Linked DNA regions of Hordeum vulgare: region 1 is linked to region 2. A link is a contact called in public Hi-C data. All regions are on one chromosome and are shown on one strand. Each heading gives the region's core, a stretch centred on a gene start, on an enhancer-like site or on the middle of the called end of the contact. The rest is flanking DNA. Distances are from core to core; before and after follow the strand shown.

Region 1 (5,403 bases), core at 2,490-4,989, 640 kb after region 2:
TCCCTAAATAATAAATGTTTGTGATCCTCGGATCCTTGATATTGTGCTCTTTTCCTTCATAAGTTTTTCTTGAATGATTTCTTATGGAAGGTTTTAAATGAGGCAATAGTAATACATGTATTGTGATATGTCGGTTTTTCCTTATTTTCCTACTGGGTTTTGGAAGGAATTTTTGATGGCATATTGTACATATATCTCCTCATATTTTTCCTACAGGATTTTTGGAGGATACTAATCATGATGATGATGATAATCAAGATGTTGATAATGATGTTTACAAGAATAATTAAATCATAGATTAGGGGGAGTGTTAGGATTTTAATTAGTTAGTTTAATTAATAGAAATTCCTGCTTAGCAGACATGCTGTTTTATCTCCCTAACGGTCGTGTCCTAATGTAACCGACGCGATGTTTAAAATATGCCTTTATGTTTTGCAGTCTCAGAAAGAGCTAGCGAGATACCACCTATTCATGTTGCTTCACGCTTGTTTTGATTGAAGTGTTGGTATTTGAAACTCATTATTATTTGCTCGTAGCTGATTATGCCATTGATATTAGTTTACCGTGAGACCTTTGTGTCATTTGCTTATGTGGTTAACTTGTGATCTTGCTGAAATTCTGGTTATGAGTTAGACATAGTTGCAACAACAAGATCAAACAGAGCTTGTCGAAGTTTTTCTTTCTCTCTCAGTTTGTCAACTGAGTTGCTTGAGGACAAGCAAGGTTTTAACCTTGGGGGAGTTGATATGTCTCCATCGTATCTACTTTTCCAAACTCTTTTGCCCTTGTTTTGGACTCTAATTTGCATGATTTCAATAGAACTAACCTGGACTGACGTTGTTTTCACCAGAATTGCCTTGGTGTTATTTTTGTGCAGAAATCAAAGTTCTCCAACCGTCCTGAAAATTTACGGAGAGCAGTTTTGGAAAATAAGAAAAATATCTGCGCCAAGTTCCACCTCAGGGGGTGGGCCAGTGGGCCACAAGCCCTAGCTCTGCCACCACCCCCTGGTGGCGGTGGGCAGGCTTGTGGGGCCCACACGGCTCCGCCGCCCCAATCTCAAGTCTATAAGATCCCTTTCGTCCCAGAAAAAATAAAAAAGAGAAGTTTTCGTCGCGTTTTCGATACGGAGGCGCCGCCACCACCTGTTCTTCATCTCGAGGGCAGATCTGGAGTTCGTCTTGGGCTCCGGAGAGGGGAAATCGTCGCCATCGTCATCATCAACCTTCTTCCCTCTCCAATTCCATGAAGCTCTTCGTCGTTCGTGAGTAATCTATTCGTAGGCTCGCTGGGCGGTGATGAGTAGGATGAGATCTATCATGTAATCGAGTTAGTTTTGATGGGGATTGATCCCTAGTATCCACTATGTTCTGAGATTGATGTTGCTACTACTTTGCCATGCTTAATGCTTGTCACTAGGGCCCGAGTGCCATGATTTCAGATCTGAAATTATTATGTTGTCACCAATGTATGTGTGTTTTAGATCCGATCTTGCAAGTTGTAGTTACCTACTATGTGTTATGATCCCGCAACCCCGGAGTGACAATAACCGGAACCACTCCCGGTGATGACCATAGTTTGAGGAGTTCATGTGTTCACCAAGTGCTGATGCGTTGGTCCGGTTCTTTATTAAAAGGAGAACCTTAATATCCCGTAGTTTCCTTTTGGACCCCGCTGCCACGGGAGGGATGGACAATAGATGCCATGCAAGTTCTTTTCCCTAAGCACGTATGACGACACACGGAATGCATGCCTACATCACATTGACGAACGAGAGCTAGCCACATATCTCTCCGTGTTATAGCTGTTGCATGATGAATATCATCCAAACAAATCACCGACCCATTGCCTACGAGTTTGTCCTACTACTGCTGCTACTGCTGTTACTTGTCTTGCTCTGCTGCTGCTGCTGCTGTTACTGTTGCTATTAATGTCGCTTGCTACTGTTGTTACTTGCTACTGTTGTCACTACTGCTGTTCCTTGCCGCTGCTATTGCTCGTTACACCGCTGCTACCTGCTACAATCTTGATTCGCTGATCGTTGATGGGAACTGACAATTTCCGTCAACGAGTCAACTTGGCGCCATTGATACAATCGTTAGGAATAGTCTGCCGTCAACAGATCGTTTCTGACACCGTTGTTATCATACTACTTTGCTACTGATGCTTTGCTTGCAGATACTAATCTTTCAGGTGTGGTTGAATCTGACATATTCAGCTGCTAATACTCGGGAGTATTCTCTCACCTCCTGTCTGACGTACCAACAAATTTGGGTCGAATACTCTACCCTCGAAAACTGCTGCGATCCCATGCGCTTGTGGGTCATCAACAACATTCTTCTAGTTTCGATTGTGGGAGAGTGCTAGCAGCATTCTTCTGGTGCCGTTGCAGGGGAAGGTTTGTTGTCATCAACATTCGTCTAGCCATCGCCAGAGATTGCAATCACACGACAGTTTTTTCAGAATCTTCGTGTCTGGACGAATGAGCGCAGGGCGGTGGCGCTGTTTGGCGCCGTGGTGGCATCGATCATCTTGCACGAAGCTTTCGGTAGAGATGTCAAGTCATGCCTCGCCGACAGGTGCTACGTTGTGTCATGTCTGGTCGGCAAGTGCTACGCACGACAGATCTTCCAGAATCTTCGCGTCTGGACCGATGAGCCGTGGTGGCATCGACGGATGGACGGACTGGCAAGGATGATACAAATCTCTCTCCTGAAGATGGGTCGGCGGCCTGATGATGATGACGGCGTCTAAAACGTGTACATGTGGTGTAAGCTTTAGGTCTGCTGCACCGATTGTGAGTTCCAATATGTTATGTGGATGTATCGATGACGGCATCGGTTTTAGATATGGAGAGTGAGATCACTCCACATTATCAAGTTGTGTAGGTGTGAGTGGTGACTTCGGATGGTTTGTTGTATGTTCTTGGTAGACGTATGTTAAATAATTAACAAAAATGACTGTATGCATCGATTGATGCAGATGCAGAGGGTTTGAACCTTCTTTTCCGAAAAAAAACCTGTGATCAGCTTGCCGCTGGCACGAATGTTCTGGATGAGATGATAATGCTGCGTCGGTGGCATCGTTCGACAACACTTGTGATCAATTCAGAGCCAAATGCTACCCTACCCCCTAGAAAACTATCAGCGTCAAACATACCATGAGACCGACGTGCGGCAAAAGAAGGAAGACCCATTCCATTGGACGAAGGCCCTGTTTGGATCCTAGGGTTAGAGTTAGAGTTGGTTAGATTGAACTCATCTAACCCTCAAAAATCCAAACAGGGTGGGTTAGAGTTGGTTAGATGCATCTAACCCACCCAAGAGGTGTTTTTTTGGGTTAGAGTTAGGTGGGGCCCAGAAAAAGTTACTTTTCTCTCTCCCTCCATCACACAAAATCCTAGATAAAGGAGCCAAATGATTGGAAAAAGTGCATTTATTGTCAATCTAACCCTTCCATCCAAACACCTCCTTGGTTAGAGTTAGTTTAGGGTTAGTCTAGATTTAAAATATAAGTCTAACCTCTAACCGAGGAGAAGTGCAACAAGATTCTTGCTGTTGCACGGCACCCAGTGACACAGCATTCAGCGGCGCACAGATTAATCTCGAGAGGCACTGCCGCTGGTTCTGGATCCAGGACGAGTCGATCTCGAGGGCGCCGCGCCGATGCCGACAGCCATGGTAAATAACAGCAAGCAGGGCGTGGTTATTAAATTAAAAATCCCAACGGATAGAGACGGATGGGCGGAAAACATTACACACACTGAAAAATCGGATCGAGCGGGGGCCGGGGGCACCGAACCTGGAGAGGCTACCCACCTGCGATTTCAATTCCCAATCTCGACTTCTCCTCTGTCCCTCCGCCTGTCTCCGCCCCCCCGTGAATTCGCCGTCGATCTCGCCGCCTATGCGTAATCCCACGCCCGGTTCCCCCCTTCCCGCCCCTCCCATGGCAGCCGACGTCTCCATCCCCGCGTCGACTCTCTGCCTTCTGGTCTCCTCACAGCCGCGCACCCAGTAACCGCGCGCTGATTCTCCCCCTTCGTCTCCTCTGTTTCCAGGTGAATAATCCGTCAGCCCTTTTAAAGATTAGATTCGAAAGTCGGGCTAAATTTGGCAAAGTTTTTATAGCCGAGTCGCCGGATGCCGCCGCTATTAGTTTCTTTTCAGCTCAATTCCAGCTAAAAGTGCAATCCTTTGGCCGAATTGCTTTTCTCTCCAAGTTATTGGGTGGTGATTTCACGGCTACGGATTGGTAGGATTCTTTCTTCCTCGGCATGTTTTTGGAGTCTACTGAGGATTTGGCCTTTGGGGCCAGGTTGCGTCCTCCCGTGAAAACATATTTTTTTTCTCGATTTTAGAGGTTTCTCGTTTGCGTGCTACATTTGAATGCTATATATAAAAGATAGATATTGTTCCCTGCTACCGCACAGTTACACTGCTCCTGTTTTTTTTTTTTTTTGGCTTGATGGCTCAATTTTGGGAGTGCTATTGCAGGGCTAGTAGAGGATAGGTGCTTTGGAGCGAGAGTGTGTGTCTCGCAGGTTTAGAGTTCTCATTTGGCGCGTCGGTGTTTGCTCTTCTCTTCAGTTGCACCAAAGGAAAGGAACTCTGACAAGATTTTTTGACGAAACTCTGACAAGATGAACCGTGCAAGAAGAGGAGGGAGATCATTTCCCCTCTGGTTATGTGCAGTGGTTTGTCTCATGGCTCAGCCGGGAGCTTGCAGTGTGGTGCTGATGGCGAATAATACCACCTTATCGTTCAGTGACGTTGAGGCAACATTTAGTGAGTGCTACGAATCAACCAATACTCCCCTGTTTCAGTGCCGATCAATTATCAACTCACTACTATTTTGTTTCGTTATTACTGTATGTTTGTTTTTATTATTCTGAATCCATAATTTGAGTCATCACCGATGAATGGACTGATTGCTTATCGTGCATCCTGGTAGTTAGATTAGTACTCCCTCCGTAACGAAATATAAGAGCGTTTAGATAACTAAAGTAGTGATCTAAACACTCTTATATTTGTTTACGGAGGGAGTATTTGGCAGTGCTGCTTTTATTACCTCTTCTATGGCAATTTTTGCAAACGCTTTAAAATGTTATTGCCTCTTGCAATTTGCACATGCTTTATAATGTTATTACCTCTTGCAATTTGCACATGCTTTATAATGTGCAAAGCTAAGTTCTGCTTTACCCAATCTATATGTGTTGAAGAAGAACTTATTGGTATTTCAACATTTTGCAGCTCCAGAAGTGAAAGGTTCAGGTTTAAACGGTGTAATTTACACCGTCGAACCTCTTGATGCTTGCAGTCCTCTGACAAAGAAAGCAGTCGAAGGTCCTGTATCACCATTTGCATTGGTTTTAAGAGGCGGCTGCCAATTTGATGATAAAGT
Region 2 (5,683 bases), core at 2,007-4,506:
ATAATAGACACATCGACCGTAAGCTAGAATAACGTTTGCTTTTTGGTTCCACGCTCATACAGAAGGATGTCTTGATCAGGAAGAATATACATAAGAAAAACTAGCATAATTTATTCATTTTACTTTCGGATGAAAGAAATAATGTAGCATAAAAAAGAAGAATGAAACTGAAAAGATTGTATAAACGCACCATACAGGTAATCATAGCTAAGTAGACATACCGTGCAACCCAATGGCCTGGGAAAACCTTCCAAGAAGGTTAATGTTTTAGATAGTCTCTTCCCACCTTCACTGGCAATGTTATGCTCTTCAATGAATTTTTCAGTATGGAAGTAGTCACACTGCTTCAGCTTCGGTTGATCCAAAACTTCTGGAAATGATATTATGGGAGAACCTGTGCAGCGTGCAATCCTTTGCAAGCGGCTGAGCTTCATATCAAGAATCAGTGTACAACCTTCTTTTAGTAGAAGCTCCTGTATGTCTCGTGAAACAGTTTTCTCAACCATTATAACATTGGGACTGCATATTTCCATCACTTTACTTATAGTCCTCTCCAGATGGCCTTTTTCCTAATTATTGAAGGCATAAAATAGAAGGTCATCTTCTACAGGAAAAGGGAGAACTAAATTTACTGTCAAAAGGCATATGTATGTAATATCCAACCTGATCCATTGAATTAAACGACGATAAACCAACATCAGAATGCCCAAGTACACCTTTCAGTAGAAGCAACCTAGGATTGTGACAATTGGTCGGCATGTGCTTATGAGCAGTGTTCTTTTTGAAGACTAGCCCCTTTATCACCTCACTGCAATCAAAGTTAAAAGGTGAAGGTTTATAATCAATCTAGCATGCAAATAGAAATTAGACAATCTTTAAATAAAAAATTAGCTGACAAATGTTTCACCTTTGCCAACGAGTACCAGATGCTACACATTTGACCTTGATGTAAGATCCAGGGTCCATTTCATTGCCGATTTTTGCATCAGGTTTAATAAGAAGTGCAGCTTCCCACGACAGGGAGGTCACAATATCAAGCCAACTCTCAGTACTCTCTCCTTTTCCGAAGGGGATACCAGCAGAGGCCAGAAACCGGCTGACAAGTATCTTGAGCTGCCCATTCATAGCTCCCAGCATTGCATTTTCTCGTCCGTCCCTAGGATTGGGGCTTTCCTCATGTTCCTCGCCAGTGGCTGGGAAACTTGACTGGCCCCACTTTATTCCATCACCATAATCATCATCGTCGTCGTCATAAGCAATGTTTCCGGCAACACTATCAGTCTCATCTCCCTTATCTGCTGCTTTAGGAGGTATCCAAATGCTATAATTTTCAAAACCTGGGAGGTCTGTATTGTTGATTTTGCCGTTGGTACTTTCAGCCCCATCAGAATCATCACCAGACCTACCCGAGCCGACAGAGGAGGCAGATGGATCGCTGCTGACGTCTTCATGTTTGTGCAGTGATGAAGTGTCGGAGAAGAAATTGTCGTCTGTGTACAGATTATTGCTACTAGACTTAGAAGGATTCCTGGTCCGATTCTGTCCCAGATGATCAGCATCATGCAGGCGGTGAGGGGTAAGATTACCATCTAAAACCTCTGATACAACCTCCCTGTCATTACCAAAAGAACATGACTGGTTCAGAACGGAATTTAAAAAGCACCCAGACGCAGACACACAAAATACCTGGCAAGACAGTTCCCTTGCCTCAAGGGCATTTCTCTACCAAACTAGGTTATCCAGGTTAAATATCTACGAGCTTAGCTGGCTGGAGAAATGAACAAAGATATCTTCCTTGAGCATGACCCCCCAAACACAGGTGTCAGGTTCTTGTCGGCGATATTGACCAACCTTTCAGGCGTACAAAACGAGAAACAGAAAAATTGAAGTGTCTCGATGCTGAACAAAAGACTCTGGTGAATTAATGGCTAAGCAAGGTTGGTCGCGTGCATATTCGGACGGGGCGAGAATTCTCTTCCACTATTATCTAAAACAAGGCTAAGCAAGTGTGGTACACTGCATACGCCTAAATAAGTGTCTGAGGCTGCAGCTGGCCTTGTTCAGACATAATAACGTAATGAGCAGGTGTATCTGAGGTTACACAGTTGGCAGTGTTCAGGCAGAGCTCCCGCTGAGCATCTGAACATGTGCATAGTATGAACGGTATACTATTCAGACCAATGGAGTCGTGGGAATGAAGCACTACCTTCGTGGATTCATGTCCGGGCACATGTCCACCGACGAGGGGGGCCGTCACATGCCCTGGCTCCTCCTCCTCCTCTTCCTGCTCCTGACGCCTCAGATCTCTGGGTGTGTATGGCCTTGACCTGACCAGTTCAGCATGGAAGGAAGGAAGCAATCAGTCCATTATATTAATTGAAGACAAGAAATCACAACTACTCGGTCAATTCAAAAATCGAAACCCACCAACCGACAGGGAAACAGAAATTAAAAGCAATCTCAACTCCCAAGGCAAACGAAAAATTGAGCCCAGAAACGAAACGCGTCCGTCCACCGGTGCTCACGATGAGGACGCCGGAATCGAGCGGCGCTTGATTCGGATCGCGCGAAATGGAAACCGAACCGCGCAGTCGACGCCGAAGCGGGCGGGGAAACTGAAGCCGGATCCTATACTACTACTACTTGCACTATCAAATCAAATCAAAAGGGGAAGAAAAGGTAGAGAAGGATGAGGATAGTAGTAGTAGTACTCCCAGGTAGTAGTAGTTGGAATCGAAGCAATTGCGGCGATCAATCCAAAGGCCGGCCACGGCCACGGCCAGGCTGTCTCCCCTATGATGGCGCAACAAACCCCACACAGGAAGAGGAAGGAAAATAAAAAAGGGCAGATATTGAAGAAGGAAGTATCCAAGCGCGTGGGTCCAGGTCAGCAACGGCCCCGGGTCAGGCGCCGCGACAGAAACATCCCAATCCCCAATTCAAAGTTTGAAACCCGTCCCTTCCTCCTCCTGCACCCATAGGCCATGCCCACGACCTACCTACTGCTACGTAGGTACGCACGCACGCACGTACGTACGGTATGTGGTATGTATGTTCTTCCAAGTTCGTCCGACCCCCACCCGATGAGCAACGAAGACGACGACAACAACCGAGAAATGACCGGAAAATCGCAAGAGAAGGGGACAAGGGGAGGGGAGTGGACCTCCGCCTTACCGCGCGCGCGGGGGAGCTCCGCGGCGACGTTCAGCTCGTCGGCGTCGGGGCGGCCTCGCGGGCCGACGGATGTATTGGCGAGCAGGAGTTGGTCCGGTGGCCTGCGCGCGTGCGCGTGGAAGAATAGAGCGGAGAGGAGATGCGGTCGCGAACGGCGGGCGAACGAGGATGGAAAGGCGACGACACGAGGGGAGAAGAAAAAGAGCAGGGGGGAGGAGAAGGAGGGAGCGGGCGCAGCGCACGAAAGAAATACTTGTCCTCCACCTCGCGCTGGACCCCACGCCACCTGCACGGCTCGTATATTAATCTTGTTTCTGTTGAGTAAATAGGCAATTTTCCGAGTAGATTAATCCACAAAATAATAACTAGCATGGCATTGACTAGACTAATGACATACTGATGTTGAGCTAACCTAGCACATACTACGCATATAGTGGATACATCTATGCAAACAAGTAGTACTGCTAGAATAAATACGAACAAGAGGATAAACGAGTCATACCCTCCAATCGGCCAGTTGGCCGTAGCAGCAGCGGCGGCGGCGGCGGCAGAGGCAGTATCCTCTGCCGTCTTCTTTTCGGCTTCCTCGCGGAGACGATCAGCTTCGCTTGGTGAAGACATGGCGATGACGAGGGCGACGCGGACGTAGACGAAGCAGACGGACGGAGGCGAGCAGTCGCGTGATCGCTCCCCAAAAACCTAATCGCCCCTCTCCCGTACAGGAACCGGAGAGGCGAGGTTTCGGAGGCCTGCTCTCCCGTCGACCGTGTACGCGGTAAACGGGACGGAGTCGCCGGCGGCAGCAGCAGTTCAAGGAACGAACGCGTGAGGCAGATGTGATCTGATTTCGTGACGGCTAGGGTAGGCGATCGCGTGCTTATAAAGACGGCTGGGTGGAAGAGTCCGAGTCGGTAACGATCACGATCCGACGTCTCGGATCGTTTCCTTGTCCGTTACGTATTCTCCGTTCCTGACCGGCAAAAATAAGCGCGTAGGTATGGGCTCGGCTCATTCCCGCAACCCGCGGCGCGTCGTGACGAGGCGTGGCGTGGCGAGGCGGGCGGCGGAGGAGGAGTGCGCGAGGGCACCTTCTCTTCTCACTCTCCAATAGCATGTGGAAGAGAGACCCTTATAAAGGGGTCCAAACTCTCCTCCACTAGCGGGGTGGGACTAAACTCCCACCACCTTGCCATGCCACCACCTACATGGGCCCTTTAGATTTTTCTGAAATTCTCTAGTGGGCCTAAGGCCCACCTCCAAATTTCAACAGTTTCCGGACTTCTTCTACCTTCTTCCCCTTCAGCGGCAGAACGCACGATAAAGATATGTATAGGGAAAAATGGGCCTGACTGACATCTTAGTTCAGAGAATTAGTACTCCTATATACAGTATACTGTATTTTTTTCAGCGAAATTATTGTAATCTATGGTGCGTGGGGTATTTTGCAGTTTTTTTTTGGGGGGTTGCTGTGTTAATCTATTGTGGCACGCAACGCAGCAGATAGCGCCGACACGGTTTGGTTGGTTGGTCCTTGGTCACTAGCGGCCGTGACCTGACGACGACCGGGGCAACAAATGGAACAGCCTTCACACGGCAAATTCAACAGACTGTTTTTTTTTTCCTTATTTGCAAAAAAAAAAAAAAAAAAAAAAAACTACTACTTGAAGATAGGTATTATGTGTTTTTTTTCAACGGGAAGAACGGTTTGTTCATATTGTAATATTTCGCATCTCGTAAATACCTTCATGGTAACTCCCATTCGGTGGGATTGATGTGCATGTCTTTGGCATATGTTTGCAAAACCTTGCCATTGGGCTTATCCTACTTAACTTCTCATTTTTATAAGCAACAACGTTGGCGTTCGCCCTGGGCTCTTTCCTTTGTAGAAGAATTCAAATATCCACTAGTCTTTTTCTTTTTCATAAAGAACAAGCAAGAGCTTTGCATGTTATTATTCAGCTGACAAATGTCCATTGTGCCAAGTCATGATTTTATCGTTTAATCCAATCAAGTTGAAACGGATACGTTTAGTTTTGTAATTGTAAGTGTTGGTAACGGGTAAGTCATGAATACATATGTCTTGTCAAGCGAGAAAAATACGGCATCCCTCGTGGGTTGTCGCGGCCACGACAACTATAGGATTTGTGTGACTTTACCATTACCTTGTCCTTCACTGCCTCCTCCCTTGTTGCTATTGTTGGCGGCTTCTCGGATAGCACGCAGCGGCGTGGGGCTCCTCACCCCATCTTCTTATGGTGATTGTGGTGGCATGTATTCCACGACATACCTTAACAACATCTTGAATCCTGATTTTGGGATAACTTTGTGTGGAAAGGAATAATGGTCTTGGACTCGAGCAATCTTGCATTAGGGGGCTCAACTGCTTTTCGATGCGCTCCAAGGCGAGGGTAGTACATGTTGCGTGCGACACATGACTAGTTCGGATAATGATCAAGAGTCGGCGTGGCGGCATTGTGGTGACGCCGACTAGGCAAGTAGGCATGTGATT

What was found. Hi-C and Micro-C count contacts between places; a contact is called where the count stands out from the background.
Region 1: a contact with region 2 is called in a Hi-C map of leaf, with 2.6 times the contacts expected there. The contact joins the promoter of LOC123407680 here to the promoter of LOC123413479 in region 2. A contact is called at or near these places in 2 of 6 Hi-C or Micro-C datasets (leaf and seedling) and 1 of 1 datasets of contacts at active chromatin or transcription factors (embryo).

Annotation. Positions count from the first base shown.
Region 1 is chr7H:441,880,613-441,886,015 of MorexV3_pseudomolecules_assembly, forward strand. It overlaps LOC123407680 (receptor homology region, transmembrane domain- and RING domain-containing protein 2-like), which reads left to right and starts at 3,740. Exons shown (of 5, transcript XM_045100867.1): 1 at 3,740-4,060; 2 at 4,497-4,787; 3 at 5,253-5,403. The coding sequence starts at 4,643.
Region 2 is chr7H:441,244,724-441,250,406 of MorexV3_pseudomolecules_assembly, forward strand. LOC123413479 (1-phosphatidylinositol-3-phosphate 5-kinase FAB1A-like) reads right to left here and starts at 3,257. Exons shown (of 12, transcript XM_045106420.1): 1 at 3,175-3,257; 2 at 2,207-2,327; 3 at 908-1,612; 4 at 664-808; 5 at 222-569. The coding sequence starts at 2,232.